Linked DNA regions of Mus musculus: region 1 is linked to region 2. Evidence: chromatin contacts called from public Micro-C data. All regions are on one chromosome and are shown on one strand. The core of a region is the stretch at or near the end of the contact, and the rest is flanking DNA. Distances in the headings are between cores, read along the strand shown. Region 1 holds the start of 1700086L19Rik (RIKEN cDNA 1700086L19 gene). Region 2 overlaps Prkch (protein kinase C, eta).

Region 1 (5,317 bases), core at 623-3,122, 560 kb before region 2:
TGGGCTAGTCGCCTCTGGCAGGGTACTGCCCAGAGATGCCTCAGTACACTAAGTTCCAAGGTGCTAGGGAGCTGGACATTTGTTTATGCACCAAATTCAGTCTTACAATTGGGAAGAAAGTAGTTAGTTCTCCATGGTCTCTACCACAAGTCTCCGTGTAAATTAGCATTCCATGAGTCCCCACAACCTCCTATGGCAACTTGAAGGATTCTCTCTTGGTTTCTTTCACCCCAGACCCACACTGCCAGTGTGCTCAGAAAGCTTCCACTTGCCATCTTCCGGGAGCCAGGCTCCCTCACTTGACCCACCCAATTCACAGGGGTCTAAGAGAGGAAAGTCTGCCAGCCTACAAATGTCCTTTTTACAGAAAACCTTTATTGACTTCTCCCCAGCAACCGCCCATACAAACAGCCCCTTCTATTGATCCTGTAAGTTGCCGGGCTGCTACATTAGCGTTTATTTCTCTGGATACATATTTAAACAGTAATTTCTCTTCGGAGGGTGATTACCTGGTAATGCTGACTCAGACCGAAGAGTGTATGTCTAGGACAGCCTCGGAAGATGTGGTGAGAACTCCCCTTGGCACATGGAGCATGTCTCACAGCCTCGGGCTCATGAATGGGGACCTGGGATCTTGAAACAAGGAGACATACTGGCATAAGACACCTCTAAAGAATCAGGGATGCAGGGACATGAATAAGTTATCAGGGCAGGAGAAGGCGGGTGGGGTGGGGATGGGGGGCGGCACTGAGACGTTTGAGGTGGGGCCGATCTGGGACATGGTTTAGAAAGAAAGATAAACCTTCAAACTCAGGATCACTTAAGTTTAAGTAGGAGCGACGTCAACTCCCCCTAAGAGATCTGAAAAGTGCACAATAGTTCATCTTGTCAGTGATTTACTCGAGCGGTTATTTTGGGGAAATGTGATTAAAAAAAAAATCACAGCCAGCTCTTGTATAATTTTAGGCTGCATCACCCTCCAAAATAACAAAGCAATTAACTCAAAACACCATAACTTGTTCTTTCTCTGACATACTGACTCTTTCTGGCAAGGTCTGAAGTAGCTGCTCCACGTTTGAAGATAGTTCTCAGCAAAGGGTTCCGTTTAACCACACCTAGTCTGCATGGCTGTGTGCTCACGGATCTCATCATCTTCTATATTTAGAGAGACGGGCTTTCCAAGGGAAGACGGGCATCCAATAAGGACGATCCCATCTAGAGAGGTGAGTTACTATGGTTACTGCTCAGGAGGCTGAGGACCAGTGAACCACTGCTCCTGGCCAGCTGGACCCTTTCCAGATGAGGACCTAAAACAGAAGCCCGTGTTGACTGAATTTCGTGGAGCCTACTTCGTGTCGTTTTATCCATAACCACGGGCTGCCTTTGGGAGCTGCCTCCAGCTCTCCAGCCTCGGGCAGCCAGGCAAAGCAAAATCAAGGAAGGTGGAAAACTTCTAAGCACTAACAGACAGTAGCGAACAGAGGGGGAGTCTCAATATCCAATCCTGGCATTTAAAAAATCAAATCAAGTTATTCGGGACCAGTGGCTAGTCACTTTTCAGTGGCTGGGGGCAGGGTGGGATCCGAGGCCAAGTCCCTAACCTCCAGCCGTAGGGAACGCGTCTTCTCTGGGCCTCGGGTCAGATGCCTGGCTGGAGGGGTCCTGGCAAACCTTGAGAGGGGTCCACTTACCCGAAGACTGCGTGTGCAAATGTTTCACAGCTCCTGTTTTTTCGCGAAGGTGTCACTCTTCGGACGGGTTCTGACAGCGACAGCGACAGCGGCGGCGGCAGCGACTGCAGCTCGGCGGGGCGGCCGGCTCCTGCAGGTCGGTCCCTCCTTCTCTGAAGCGCCTCTCGCTCCGGCTCAGAACGCGAGGCGGGCGCGCGGCTTTTCTAGGCGCGCATTGGACCAAAGGGAGCAGATGTTATCCGGTTGCTAGGAGCGTTGCTAGGAGGCGATGACGCCCCTCCACCGCCCGAAGCAACTTTCCTGAAGGTCTCGGGCGCCAGAGGGGGCTACTGAGAGCCAGACTGGGAGCTCTACCGGGAAGGAAGGCTGAGAACGAGGGGTCCAGCCACGGGTCACACTGACTTGGTCCAGGAGAGCTGGCGACACGGGAGCGGGAGCGTCGCGGGCCTGAGCGTTAAGAGGAGTCTCGCGTCCCAGAAAACGGTCACTCACTGGAGGCTGGATTGGTGTCCCCATGGAAGTTGAATGGGGACAGAGGTGGAACTGCATTTAAAGGTGTGAGGGATCCTTTGGCTCCGGGACTGTGTCCCACTGTGTTCCTGTTACTACAAGCAGGTTTGAGCAATTGACAGACTTGAAAGAGGGAAATATTAATCCATGAAACTCAATCCTGAGTCTAATTCCTTTGGGCACCCTATATGGCTACCTCCTAAAAACGGGAGGATGGCACCGGGTAGACGAGGGGGAGTGTTTCCATGGGGTGTTCCCATGGTCTAGTGTTCTGCCTCTATACCATTAGACTTCATCTAAATGAGAGAAGAATAAACCCTTCAATTAATATGAAATGTTCTATAAAAAATAATCACACAAATGACATGAAGTTGGAAGAAAGATGTAGGGGTTTCCAGGGATAGTGGTCCCGGGAGTGGGAAATGAATATGGTCGAAACACATTGCATACCTGTATTAAGTTCTCAAAAGGCAAATAAAATCTATCTTTTTAAATGCACCTCAAAAGGGTACTTTCCACAAAGGATACTGGGGAAACTACATATGTTTCAGTCATTGTTGCTTTAATGTAGTTTCCACAAAGGTTTGCAGCTTCTCCAATTTCTTGATAGAGCTTATTTTGATTCAGTTTTTGTTTGTATTCTTGACCATTGCTTCTCATCCTCACCGTGGCTGTTGTGAAATGGTTTTATTTTATTGAGGGGAAAGAAAAAAAAGAAGACTGCAAGAACCTCAAAGTGGGAACATCTGAGAAGCCAATGAGCAAATTCAAGAAAGGAAACCAAAATACCTAGTAAAGAAATTCTGCTTAGCATGCTCCCTTGATGATAAATTTCTCCTAAGAAAGGAGTACAGAATTTCCCTGGCTCCCTAGAGAGTTGGGCCAGGGCCAGGGCCAGGATGGAAATCAGCACCCCTGGGACTCACTTAGAAAGAAATACTGTGTTTAGATCCAAGCCAGGCTGCTGCTGCATAGCACTGGGTTAAGTACTAAGGGGTGGGGGTGGGGGCAGCCATCTTCAAGGCTAGCGGGGTACAGTATGATCCCACAGTTCAGAGGTCTCCAGTACCTACTTCATGCCTTTGTCAAACTTTAATCTCTGGAAGCGTATTTGCCCTGAGGTTTGAGACGATCATGAGGTAATCTGGAGATGTATAAGGAAGTAATAAATAGCCAAGGTAGGCTAAGGAGGTAATAATCACAAAGTTACTGTTATGCGTCTAAGGGGGAACTTTGAGAACAGTTGTGATCCTCCAGACAACCAGCAGTATGTCACATTGCTACTTCACTATGGGCAGCAAGAGACTAAAATGGGGCTGCCATCTCTTTCCTTCTCTAGCCCTTCCCTGGGACTCGCTATACCTTTGACCTTCAGTTCCAGTCGCACTGGACTCTCCTCTACCATGTTTGGAGAAGGTGCCAAGGTCTCCTGAGTTATGTGAATGATATTTCTTGTTTAACGTGCCTGCCTCCCTCTCACCTGGCTTCCTCCCATTCAGCCTGCAAGATGCTGTTTAAATACATTCTCATTGCAGCTTTCGCAATTACAGCCCAACTCACACTCCCCAATCCACCCTAGAGTACTGCTGCCATACTCTAAATGAGTTCCCTCAGGATAATAGGGAGTGCCCGGCACGTAGCATACAGCTCCAGGTACATGCCAGAGAGCACAGAGCCTGTGGTCAGTGGGGATACCTCCAGATCTCTGGTTTCCTCAGCTGGTAGCTGTCAGGGCTCTACCCAGTCTATGAGGGAAGCCAGGAGCTGCCTTCATTTTTCAGCTAGGGGGTGGGAAAACTTAGTGAAGCACTGTTCTTAGGCACCAACTTTGTTTCCTCTTTGAAGACCACTGTCTGGTCTCCATTAGCCACCCAGGAAGTATTCAACCCAGAGTCACTCTGATATTTTACTAACACCCTTAAGCCAGTCATCTGAACTGAGTGTGAGTCCTCTGAGTTGAACTGTCCTCTCTTACTTAAAAATGGACAATAGCAAGGGAGGTGAAGGGCTTACCAGGAAAACATAAGACCTGAGTTCAATCTCCAGAAACCATCTTTAAAAGTTGAGCATGATGGCATATACTCCCAAGGCAATTATATATATATATATATATATATATATATATATATATATATATAGGCAGTATACCCCAATATATATATATATATTGGGGTATACTGCCCATCCCTAGTAATGGGTTATGCCTCAGGAATAGCACATCTGCTTAGCATGGATGAGCCTGTAGATTCAATCCCTAGAACTGAAGACAGACGAAAACCCCCACCCATAATCACATGGCATGTCACTATGGAACCAAGGCAGAGAAACCATCTGGGGGAGCAGCTTGACTCAGCCAATATGGGTACAGTGCAATGTATCTGAACAGATGAGGGAACCTGGCCTTCTGTGATGTAACTTCCTGGTGATTGTCACATCTCCCTTTCGTGGAGGGCTCCCATAAGAAAAACAATAAACATTAATAGACACGGGTCAGGGTGATATCAGGATGACAGCATAAGCCTTACGGCAAAACTTGACAGCATAAGCCTTACGGCAAAACTAAAAATAGAATAAAGGCACAGCTCTTAATCCCTGTGGGCCCATTGATATCTGCAAAGATTTGTGTTGTTTGGTGACAGTAACTTGCTGCGTATCCCAGGCCAGCTTTGAACTCTAGACCTCCTGCCTCTCAGCTTTCTGAACGCTGAGATAACAGGCCTGTGTCACTATGTCCAGACTGTAGCAGGTGGAACGGCACAGATGTTTTTCCTTGTGCCAGCCTCCCGTTGAGCTGTAATCGCAAGTCGTCCCGGAGAAACATCCCCAGAAACTCTGAGGCTCAGAGGAAGCTTTAAGGTTTATATGATGCAGTTCCTTGGTAAAATGTTACTGGAGGTGGTTCATGTTTGCAAAGTAACCCTACACAAAGCACTACTGGTAACTAAGGACTGACAAGCATGGGAGAAATATAGTCTTCCTTAGAGAAAAAGATAACACCAACTGGTTATCCAAACCAAAAACACATATGCAAGTAACACTATAGAGACTGAACAGGTTGTATTTGTGTATTTAGGAATATATATATATATATATATATATATATATATATATATATA
Region 2 (5,648 bases), core at 823-3,322:
GGACTCTTAGCTAGTATTGTAGACTAAGATGGCCATGAAGGTGTCAGAACTGGATACTCAGACCTCCGGGTCCCACAGGAGTCTGTGGAGCTTCTGGGGCCGAGCTGGGCTGACCCTGAGTTTTACAAGACAATCATGTTTCTATATGGCTTAAGTAATTGGCATTTTTAGGCTTCCTGTGACTGGTAATGGTGCCGAATCCTAAAAGATGCAGAAGCCAAACATTTCAAGCCGTTTACAGTTTCATTCCTGCTGTCTCCAGGGGACCCTCTTCCCCTGTATCTCAACCTTTAGGCTTTGGTACTACCACAATTCCTGTACGTTAGTTTCTACCTATCTGGTCACCATCTATCTTTTTGCTTCTCTGCTTGGCTCTCTTGTGGTCCCTTTCCACAGCCACAAAGCTATCCTTATCCTTGTTCAGTTGTAACGGTCCACACTCACCTCAGATGTCGCTTCCTCCATGAAGTCTGCCTGAATGTCTCACGTTGAATGGCATTCCCTGTATTCTCAAGATACCTTGGGTATTCTGTAAAGGCAATTGCAACTGCCCCCCAACAGACACATGCCAGTGCATGGACCACTTGGTCTCTAGCTGGTAGCATTATCTTGAGGGACTGTGGGACCTTTGGGAAAATGGCCTAGCTTATAAAAGTGGCTCACCAGAGGTGAGTATTGATGGCCACAGCTCTCTGCTCCCTAATCTGCCTGGAACAATATGAACAAGCCATGGGGCAAGCTACCACCACCCAGATGAAGCTGCCATGAATTCCATCGTGCCTCCTCCACCATGACGGTCAAAAGCTAACCATGAACTAGACAAATTCTTCCCCTCTCTGAGTTCTTTTTGTGAGGTATTTTGAGAGTGTAATATGAAATGGAACTGACATACTGGGCATGCTCCAGTTTTGGGCTCTACCTGCTATTAGTGGTCTGTGGATTGTCTATCTCATCCTACAGACAAAGCCACCAAGGAGAGGACCCTACCACACTCATTGCAGAGCTAACCCTTCTCACACGGTGCGTGGCACACTGTGTTCCTGACCTGCTCTTGCTGTGACTAGATTTTCCCTTGATGAAATGGAGCCCCAATGGATGCCTCAGAACACCTGATTAACTCATCAATGAGCAGGAAGTTAAAAATTAATCCTATTTTCAGTTTCTGGACATGGGACTACAAACTGCAGACAACCCATCCTGACAGAGCCTCTGCTGTGTGAAGCAATTTGCTGGTTGCATGTTTGAGACCTGAGTTTCCTCACCTGTAAAAACAAAGCTGGCCTTAGGTAATCTTTGGGGTGTAAAAATCCTATTGTTGGGTGTCCTGGATGCAAGAAACACACAGTGACTGGTTGGTTCCTCCAGGGATTGGCAACATGACCAGCTTACCTAACTCTTAAATAAACTATTTATGAGGTACGTCTAATAAAATTTTAAAGTCATCAGATGACTCTGGGATAATGGAGTGCTAACTGTGAGAAAATATGCCTCACTGGTTCCAACTACACATCCCTTAAAAGCCTTAGAACTCACCACTCTTCCTGATACTGGGCATCTACAGTTGCTGTTCTTTCAGCCTAAAAGATACTTTTCTTCTTCCTCACTAGTGACGTGAGCCTAAGAGTTACTTCCTAAGAAGATCTTCCATCTCTCCCTAGCCAGACCCTTCGCCCTGGGGAAATTCTCAACCAGGACACTGCATTTCCCTGCATCCCGGCATTGGACAGACTTGATTGACAACTGCCTCCATCACTGTACTGTGTCCTCCACCAGGGAATATTATTGGTTTTGTTCAACCTTACGTCTGTCCTTGGCTATGAGACGATGGTTACTGAACACAAAGTGGTCTCTAAGGGTTGCTCAGGGGAAGTGAAAAGGCCAAGTGTTTTCTTGTGGGAAAGGGGAGACTGAGTAGAGGCAGTATGTCAGGTAAGTCCACTTAGCTGGAAACCGTGAGTTCTCCATACATTTTTGGAAAAAGAATACGGAACGTTGGTCACTGTCTGGTGACAATGGAGGAGTAGTCTCTGAATGAGCAAAGTCGGGCAAGAAGGGAGTCAGGCTTATGACTAAAAAGTTCTGGGGAGAGCTCAGAGCCAAAATTTCCCATGGAAGTTACTCACACTCTGAGCACCTCTGTGTCTGGTCCTTTCTGAATGACAGATGGCAACAGGTGGCCATCCTTGCTGTGTAGCAAGTGAAGAAGGAACGAAACTGCTTCTCAGTGGAAAGAATGATGCCATTGGAAGAGAAAGTGTTAATTAACAGGGCTACTGAGTTTGACTCTCACCTTTCTTCAAAGAGATTCTTCTGATTGAACACAGAGGAAAAATGCAAATATGGAAATGCAGCCTAAAACAGGTGAGGTAAGACTACAAAACTCCGGGCTCAAATGAGAGATTATCTGGGGAGTTCGCAAGTTGGCTCATAAAAGATGGCGAGGAGAAAGGGAGGCCGGGGAGATGGGAACCAGAGACATTGACCCAGTTTTCCAGAAGGGGAGAACTGCAGAGCAGAATGACTCAGGCATGAAACATCTGCCATAGATCCAACACAGAACTGATTTGCAAGCAAATTCCTAGTGAATCTCTAGCCAAGGAAGCAACGTTCCTCAGAGTGATCTCACCAAGGGTTTGCTAAGCAAAGCCACACCCAACTAAGTTCAGACCACATAAGTATCTGAACCAACCAGGCCCCAATACCCCTGATCCTGCTCTTGAGAAAAGAGGTAAGCAATGTGTGAGAAGTTTATCTTCACAGAGAGTCAGCTGCTGTATTCAGGGTCTAGTTTAACAGAACCGTCCCTATAGGGATAGAGTTAACCTCACTGAACTGTAAGTTTAAGAACGAGTTGGGAATAGCAAGCTCTGTTAGAGTGCTTGTCCTGGGACAGATGTCCACAGTCTTATGAGCTAAAAAAAAAAAAAAAAAAGACAAACAAGGCAGAAGCAAGTTTTTCTGAAGAGATATCAAAGGTGATTTTCAGGAAAGGTCAAAATTTAATACCATACTCTGTGAGTGTAAGAGAAGTCAGCATGCCAGGTCTGACTGTTGGCCTCTGTAGGCTGGTTCACATCTGGAAAATGGGGCAGTGAAGTAACAGCCCTTTAGGAGTGAACACTGATTGCAGTCTGCCAAGGGCTGCAAAAGACTTGATACAATCAGGCTCTCACATGGTAGAATGGGTGTTGAGATATACTCGGTGTTTGAGTGAAACTTGGTCAGCAGGCATCAGGATCTAAATTGCTGTAATTCCTCTTTACCCAATAAATCACAAATACATTCCATACTTGGTTAGAGACATCAAAGCAAGTGTGTAACATAGGGCTGAGTGGTTTGCAGTTGAAATGTTAAGAGATGGCTGAATTCTCCTTTAATACAGTTTATGGAGCATGATAGAAAAAGGTTCCTGTGCTGCTTGCTATATGTGCCCTGTATGCCTTTTTATTTTTCTGGCTTTTCTGTTTGATTTTGGAAGAACATCCATGTTACATAGAAAGTATTAATGCACCATCTGGGTCCCTGGTAACCAGAATGTTTTTCTCCTCTGTCAAAGCTGACTCCATGACTGTCTGCTGACTCCATGACTGCCTGCTGATTCCATGACTGCCTGCTGATTCCATGACTGCCTGCTCTCTAGCTCACCTTGGTTTTGATGTAAGGGCTCTGGCCAGCAACAGTCTCTACACCAAAAGCACAAGAGCAGAGCCTTCTGCAGCTGAGTCTCCCAGGACATAGGCTTTGTTCCCTCTGCACAAAAGCTATAAAACACATAGCCAGCCTGTCTTCTGATCTACCCCATGGATTTAGTCAATGGAAAGAGAGAAATTCATGTTGGAGAGAGTTCTTCCCCTTTTCTCTGAGATCCTACTTGGTGAGGACTTGCCAATGGTATCATCTTTATGACTTGCTGAACAAGAAGCCACACACACCCAGGAGGTAAAGCCTCCCAAACCAACCAACTATCCAACCAACAATTTTATTTAGACAGCTCAGAGGAATCTTCAAGAGAGAGCATTTCAGTTCTTATAAAGGCCATCTTGGGACACACATGATAAACAGAGCTGTCTCAAGTTCCTCAGTTGATTATTAGATTCCTGCATGCATCTAATTCACACTCTCTGTGACTCAGTATATGCCCTTGACTCTGGATGAATTCCAAGCACTTGGCTTTCAGAGCCTCACCCTTAAGACTCTGGTCCCAGTCAGGAGCCTGATGGAATTAAAAGTGTCCCATTAAACAAATCCGCAGAACAAAAATAGCACTTTAATCTATCCTGATTAAGAGTTCTCCCTTCAAAGTCAGATATATATCAGTTAGACTATGAACATGGGGGCCTGAGTTCAAGAGTAAGTGAAATAGGTGAAAATCAGAATTGAATTGAAAATTAGAATTGAGCCACAGATAGAAGAAACTGAAAGGAAGCTTCAGGAAGTGGATCGATGCCGCCTCACCGGAAACACCGTCGACTGCAATGACAATGTTCTCTAGAACAACATTCACAGAGCAGACGGAAGTATGGCGTTCAACCTAGAGGAGCAAGCTTGCCCTTGCATCAGTGCAGGGTTCTGAGGAGAGAGAGGCCCGAAGGAGTCAGGCCACGTGAACCTTTAAGCCTCACTCCTCATCCCCCTCTGCCTTCATTTTCACGATTAAGAGTTACCTCAACACCATAAGGAGAATAAGATACCGGCTCTCCAGTTTTCAAGTTTCTCCTGAACAGAGAAGGCAGCAGAACCATTCGTTAGACAGGGTTTGAGCTCTCAGTTCTCTAGCCATTAGCAGCCTGGTTAGTACATCTCCCTAAGAATTATTTATCTAATCAATGGCGATAACCATGATGTTAAGGAGATTTCGGGGGGCAAATGTAGGTAAAGTGTTGATCTTGGAACGTGTATACAATTCAGTTATTGTGGGGCTGATAATAATTAGCTTGATTTACAATGGAAGTCATTCCAAGTAGTGAGGTCATTGTTCTTTAAAAGTTAATGTGGTAAGAGTCTCTCTTTGGGGCACTCAGGGTAGAGACGGGCAACTCACAGATAGTAAATTTCTGACAGAAAATTCTTTGTTTTAGTATTTAGGATTGTACCATAAAACAGATTTATGTTTTACAGTGTAGGGTAATTCAGCAAGAACTGTATTACCAGAGAAGAACGAGTGCATTGCTGGGTTCACCTCTGTTGCTGTGATAAAATGAACAAACACATTTCTCCCTTAAATCCTTTTTAGTGGAGAAAGGATTATTTTAGCACACAACGCTGGGTTTCAGTTCCTCTCTTACTGTTCTGTTGCTGTGAAGAGACTCGGTAGAAAGCATTCAACTGGGGACTTTCTTACAGTTTCAGAGGGTGAATTCACAGCAGGGAGCCCGGTAGGCATGTTGCTAGAGCAGTAGCTGAGAGTTTACATCCTGATCCAGACAGGAAGGAGAGAGAGACAGAGAGACAGAGACAGAGAGACAAAGTGACAGAGAGAGAGAGAGAGAGAGTGGCCAGGAGTGTGTTTCTAAATGGTCAAAGCCTATCCACACAGACACACATTCTCCAAAGGCCACACCTAAGCAATTCCATCAACCAACCAGGAACCATTCAAATACCTGAGCTCACAGGGGCTATTCTCCTTCAAAGCACCACAGGCTCACCAG

What was found. A called contact is a pair of places that touch in the nucleus more often than the background predicts.
Region 1: a Micro-C map of muscle stem cells shows a contact between it and region 2, with 5 times the contacts expected there. The contact joins the promoter of 1700086L19Rik here to the enhancer-like site in region 2. A contact is called at or near these places in 5 of 39 promoter capture datasets (embryonic stem cells, frontonasal cranial neural crest, maxillary cranial neural crest and 2 more), 17 of 484 Hi-C or Micro-C datasets (the AML12 cell line, cerebral cortex, cortical neurons and 8 more) and 4 of 115 datasets of contacts at active chromatin or transcription factors (embryonic forebrain, embryonic hindbrain, embryonic midbrain and 1 more).

What each region holds. Positions count from the first base shown.
Region 1 is chr12:74,280,831-74,286,147 of GRCm38.p6, reverse strand. It overlaps 1700086L19Rik (RIKEN cDNA 1700086L19 gene), which reads right to left and starts at 1,872. Exons shown (of 4, transcript NR_030735.1): 1 at 1,692-1,872; 2 at 510-633.
Region 2 is chr12:73,722,930-73,728,577 of GRCm38.p6, reverse strand. The region is part of intron 10 of Prkch (protein kinase C, eta); the gene reads right to left. Among named protein-coding and RNA genes, the nearest start is that of Gm34189, 56 kb to the left of the region's middle. Within about 2 kb of position 2,072, at least 37 of the 459 cell types and tissues checked have an H3K27ac peak or open chromatin away from gene starts, as enhancers often do. A contact at or near this core is called in muscle stem cells, where this site is marked.